2 separate regions of the Danio rerio genome follow, and region 2 is linked to region 1. A link is a contact called in public Micro-C data. All regions are on one chromosome and are shown on one strand. The core of a region is the stretch at or near the end of the contact, and the rest is flanking DNA. Distances in the headings are between cores, read along the strand shown. Region 1 holds the start of scaf4a (SR-related CTD-associated factor 4a). Region 2 holds the start of trim47 (tripartite motif containing 47).

Region 1 (3,136 bases), core at 423-2,922:
ATGTATATCGTTATAATGTTTGGAATACAAAGGTCTCCTTATATGTGTTCATTGCTACCCTTATGATTTTACTCAAAAGGGAAAAAAAATATTTTATATAATACAAAAGTTATTGTATTGTAACCATGTTAACCAAGATGTTAATGGTTTTGCTGCACTTAAAAGCTATTTCTAGTACACATGTTCATTATCCTAATGGTAATCATTTTGCAAAAAAGATTAAAAATCGGCAAAATAAATTTATATTTTATATGTTTATTTATGTTTGGAATGGACAAAATTTTAACTATCCCAAATATATTTCCAACTATATATATATATATATATATATATATATATATATATATATATATATATATATATATATATATATATATATATATATATATATATATATATATATAGGCTATTTATATATTACAATAATTTAAAATATATTTCCATAAGAAGAAGAGAGGGGAAATGATAAGAGATTGTCAATTCAAATTTAATGTAACTTTTTGTTTTATTGTTAAAAACTAGCTGAAATTAAATGTGTCAGTTAAATGGTGTAAATTAATCAGATTTTGTTCCAATGTACATACTGTCACCCGACAATGCAGAGACTTTGGTGAACAGATCAAGGCAAAGGCAGATTCTGCTTGACAAGTGTATTCAGCGTTGAACTCCACTGTGTTATAAATGTTTCTTTTTTTGCAATAAGTTATCATTTAAAAAGTTATACTGTGTTAGTTAATACGATTTAAAGCATTTTTTTTTCTATTTTGAAATTTTATAAAAACAAATTACAAATTGACTGATGGTAACTTTAATGCAATATAATTTAGCATATTTATCTTCAGCCCACTGCTCTCAATGATATTTGGTTTTTGGCCCTTCATATGAAAAACTTTGGGCACCCCTGACTTAAAGAAAATACATTAGCATACTTTTTCAAATATATTTTCCTCCATATTATTTTGTAAGGTTGAAAATACATTTTCTTGACCCTGCAACAGTGGCGCCCACAAAAAGTTTTCTTACGGGTGGCCAAGTAAGGCCACACCAAATCTTGGGGTGGCAAACAAAAGAATTATGAATTGTGTATATATTGTGAATAATGATGTTATATTTTTGTTTCTGGTAAATTAAATAATGAAGTTTTAATTAATTCTATTAAGTACTCTTGAAATGTTGCAATTTATATAATATAATAATAATTTAGTGGCTGCATTTTATTTATTAATTCATTTATTAAAATATTGTGAATTTACGTAAGTACATTTAAATTAATAATATCAACAACTAAATCATATTGGGGTGGCCACAGTTTACACAAGGGTGGCCGTATCCCACCCCTTGGGGGCGCCCTTGCCCTGCAATTCATTTTAAATATCATTTGGTACATGAAGGTAAAAATGATATGTATTTTAAATTTTTGCAGGCAATCCCACACCCCATAACATATATTTAGCATATATTTGAAATACATTTTAACCAGAACAACATATATGTTTACCGTATGGGATTGCGCGTAAATGTGCAAATATCTATTTATTTTTATCACAAAAGGAATTTGATTTCGTTCTCGACTTTTCCTGCGTGCTCTCAGCGCCATCTAGTGCTCGTGCTTCGCCAAAGCAGCGTTTCAATCCCATCCTGCACCGCGAGCACCGCGCCGACTCCGAGTCCGAGCTGTCTGTCTGCTGCCAGGGGCGGACATGTTGGGGCGGCCTGCTGGAGGACAGTACCACACATATTTCTGAATTTACCCGAGAAAGCGACCGCGGAGCAGAGACGGGACGCCATGGACGCCGTCAACGCGTTTAATCACGAGGTGTGTGCGTGTTCGGGCAGATAAAACGGCTGCAAAATGGCGGTTTGGTGAACACAATCGTTCAATGTGTTGCAAAGGGCCAGAGCAGATGAAGGCCTCAGTGTTTAAATTGCGTAGCTGCATGCTGTGAGCTTGGGTATAGCTGACCACAACACCCCGTCCTTTTATAAATATTAGCCTGAATCATTAGATCTGTGTATTACGATAGGTTTGACGCCATAACAGCAGGCCTGGTTATCATAATAGAGAGCGTGATCTGCTGCTGGACATTTTGCATGATAGTTTCTGCTTTCGTACGTCTGATCTAGCATGTATGAATCACTCATGTGCTGAAGATGTAACGTTATGATCAGACACGGATTAGTTCTCATGTTGTTTACAGTCACCGAATGCTATCTGTGCAGCCACGAGTTTGCAGCTTTTAGTGCATTTGAGGAAACAGCCGTAATCTGTCACAGTTTATTCCTTCAGTAACTTCGTATTGTTCGTTTATGGTCGAGATAAACAATAATGGGCTCAAACGGCTAACGTTAATTATACAAAAATGTGTCCGCCGACGATAGAGATATCAAAATTGTTTCTTAGTTAGACTTGTTTGTCAAGTTCCATGGGGAATTTGCATAAAAATGCCGTCAAATTTAGTTTTGAGCATCTATTTTTGAGAGGATGTTTTTTACTGTATCTTTAAGAAATGCAAATGAGTTCTATTCTTTCTGCCTACTGGAGTTCAACGTTATCAAAGAAAGTAAACATTGAGTTCATGTTGATATGAACTGTTATTTGGTAAAGTTTTTACTTGTTATAAAAGGCATAATTCACCCTGAAATGAAAATTTACTCACCCTCAATAGGTTTTAAACTCTTATGAGTTTCTTTCTTTTCTTCTTCTGTTGAACACAAATGATATTTAGGAAAGACAAATAATATGAATATTGATGGTTTTCAGCTTTCTTTAAAATACTGTCTTTTGTGTCCAACAGTAGAATGAAATGTAAACAGGTTTGAAACAAGTGAAGGGAGCGTAAATGATGACATTCAGTTTTGGGTGAACTGTCTCTTTAAGCAGATATCCCCCTATTAGTCAGCTAAATAATCAGTCATGGCCTTAACACAAACTCAATCACTGTGCTGTTATGTTAAAAACTTATCTGAAATTCATAAATTGATTACTGCAGCTCCTGGCCCTGAGCTGTAGTCTTCTATTGTTTTAGTTGACGTATGTACAGTCTATACTGTAGCGTCTAGGCTGAACATGTAAAATAAAGAGCCACAACATAATAATTTGCCTTTGCCTGTTTTTATTTTATTTTTTTTATTTTTT
Region 2 (2,963 bases), core at 151-2,650, 430 kb before region 1:
TTCTTTTATTTTGAGAATAGGCACTTAAGTCTATAGTTAAACATTTCTGTGCTTGCCACCGACATAAACACCATTATATAACCCAACAGGGCCTAGAGCAGTGTTTCTCAACCACACTCCTAGTGGACCACCAGCTCTGCACATTTTCTATGTCTCCTTAACTAAACTCGCCTGATTCAGATCATCAGCAGAGACTGAAAGACTTGTATTAGCTGTGAAAGACAAAGGAGACATCAAAACATGCAGTGTTGGTGTTCCTCAAGGAACATGGTTGAGAAACACTGGCCTAGAGTTGACCCAAGATTTGAGTGGAATTGACTCAATTATGAAGACTATTACTTTACTAGCCCAAATATTAATGAAGGCCTGTTATTGCTATAAAAAAACACATGAAAGCACATCTAACCCACATATAAATTGAGCGCTTTTAGTTTAGTGTTTGTTATGGTTTGTTTTGCTATTTACTTTTGACAATCATGCACATACCTTTTACATGTTCATGTGCCATGAATTATGTGCTTTTTAGCAGGTTATTATTGGCAGAGTTTGAGAATAAACCGTATCAACTGTGAGGAGTCGATTCTCAGAATAGAGGCCTTCGATTCCAGGATCAGGAATCGATTCCAATAACAGACCTACTCAATAGGCTGCTTTACCGATTTTGATCACGGCCACTGTACACACACACAGGTCTCCGAGCCTCACCTGTGCGCTCTGGATTCCCGACACACCACGCAAATAGGCTTTCTGTCGGTGTGGCAGTACAGTTTCAACTCCTCGTGGTGTCGCTCACATTTACCGTCCATCTTCACGGGTTTGGCGGGTGCAGAGGGCCTACATGTCTTCAGATAGTCGAAGTCGCTCAGTTTATCCACCAAGTTCTTCACCAGGTAATTCTTGGTGAAACTCATCTTCGCGAAAACCTGCAAAGAGTACAAACATGCTTAAACGACAGCGAGAAGCTGCTGGTGCTGTGCTGACAAACGGCAAGCACGGAGATTTGTATCTCACGGATAAACGCCGCAAACCACTAACAACATAAACATTTACACTAACAGTTAGTCGGTTTTGGTCATTCTGCAGGAATTAAACGAGAATGTGTCTAGCGTTAAATAAAACTGTAACCAAGCAGCCCGGAATCGAGCAGCGTTTATCAAAACAAACCACGCACCATCCTGCACTCCGGACACTGGTAACCCACATCATCGCCTCCATTTTCCTCCCAGTGCATCAAAATGCACATGCGGCAGAAATTGTGGCCGCATTTTAAAATGACAGGGTCGTCGAAGTAATCGAGGCAAATGGAGCAAACCAGTTCCTTCTGAAGCTCTCCTCGCGAATCTCCGGCGGTGGCCATGTTTCCCTAAACCGTGTTACTGCTTTACAGCGCCACAAGCGACTCTAGACGGAGGAGAGAGAGAGACAGAGCCCATTCTGGACTCACTTCCAGGTTCAGTCACGTGGGAGACAGGGACGAACCTGATTGGTTACACCGCGTACAGCGACTCGGTTTTCGAATCGGTTCCTTCTAACAGTGCAGTTTAAAGAGACTGTTCTACAAATATTTTATTTTTTAAGGTTTTTAATCTTTTAGATGTTATGGACCATAAGATAGGATCAGTGGTGTAAAGTAACAAATGACAAATACTCTAAATACTGCAACTGAGTAGTTTTTCTCGGGAATTGTAAGTAGTTTTAAAAATGTCTATTTTTACCTTCCCTTGAGTACATTTTTAGTTAATTTTACTCTACTACTTTCCTTCAACCTGCCGTCACAACTTTATTTTTTCCTGTCTGTGGGGATTGGAAAAATCAGTCCTGTGATTCAGTCAAATCGCACATAGCTAACTCGCATCTTAATGAACTACCTCAAGACATGGACGATTTATAATTGCAGCAAACTGTTTGAAAGTGTTAAAAATGTCCAAAAGAAGATGTGCAAAAACTTTACCCGCATTGACCTGGAGAATTTCTAGATAGCATATCACTGATGAAATATGATGGATGATGTCAGATTGACATTGTACCCCAACCTCGTGGGGGCATTTTGTTTGGAAATGAAATTCGGGTTAGCGTCAGGTCGATGTCAACGTCCAACCTAAAATCAATGTCTAATAATGCTATAGCTTGATATTGTGTTGGCGTTACCACAATGATGTCTATCAGATTTTGTTTTTCATACCTGACAAATAAATGTCAGTATTTCACAACGTTGGATTTTGGTCACTTTCTAACACAACCTAAAATCAACCAAATATCAACATCATTTGATGCCGTTATTGGACATCCGAATAACATTGTCCTTAGATATTAGCTACATTGAATTTTGGTCACTTGATGTCACAACCAAGTGTGCCGCAAGCCTACGTTTGAGTGAAGGTTTCGGCCGTTAGATCGCCCCCTGGGGGCTGGCTGCAGTACAAGTCATAAAGCCCGCCTCCTCCGTGTTAATGAAGGAGACTTGAGCCCAAATAAAAAAAAATATTACACTTGCAATAAAATGTCCCGAAAGATAGTTCTGGTCGATTAAGGCACTGGTTATTGTGCTGAAATAGGTGCAGATCTTCATTTTTGTAAACAGTTTGTTTTTAGCAGTAATTTAATGCTGGGCGTGTCATCGTGATTGACAGCTGTGATTGACAGTTTCTCAAAGCGCGGCGTCTGAGCTTCGGCAGGAGACTGAAGTAGACTGAAATGTTATTATTCGATTTCTGTGTTATTTTACCATGACAAAATGAGTTCAGCAGTAAACTATAGTTTCTGACATACATGATCCTGGTGGAACACTGTTTATTCGCTAAGTTCAGGGCTTTTTTCGGGCTTTATTAGTTTGCTGATACACGCCTAGCCACCCAGATAGCAAAACACAGTTCCGGCTAGATTCTCGCCTGCCGGAGACTTATCTCTTAGAGCTCAGACTGACTAATGTTACCTCTGCTGGACCTACTCCGGATGCCTGGACT

What was found. A called contact is a pair of places that touch in the nucleus more often than the background predicts.
Region 2: a Micro-C map of caudal fin shows a contact between it and region 1, with 4 times the contacts expected there. The contact joins the promoter of trim47 here to the promoter of scaf4a in region 1. A contact is called at or near these places in 1 of 18 Hi-C or Micro-C datasets (caudal fin) and 1 of 4 datasets of contacts at active chromatin or transcription factors (embryo).

The regions. Positions count from the first base shown.
Region 1 is chr10:30,653,432-30,656,567 of GRCz12tu, reverse strand. It overlaps scaf4a (SR-related CTD-associated factor 4a), which reads left to right and starts at 1,672. Exons shown (of 20, transcript XM_690795.9): 1 at 1,672-1,816. The coding sequence starts at 1,787.
Region 2 is chr10:31,079,267-31,082,229 of GRCz12tu, reverse strand. trim47 (tripartite motif containing 47) reads right to left here and starts at 1,400. Exons shown (of 8, transcript NM_200284.1): 1 at 1,172-1,400; 2 at 706-923. The coding sequence starts at 1,357.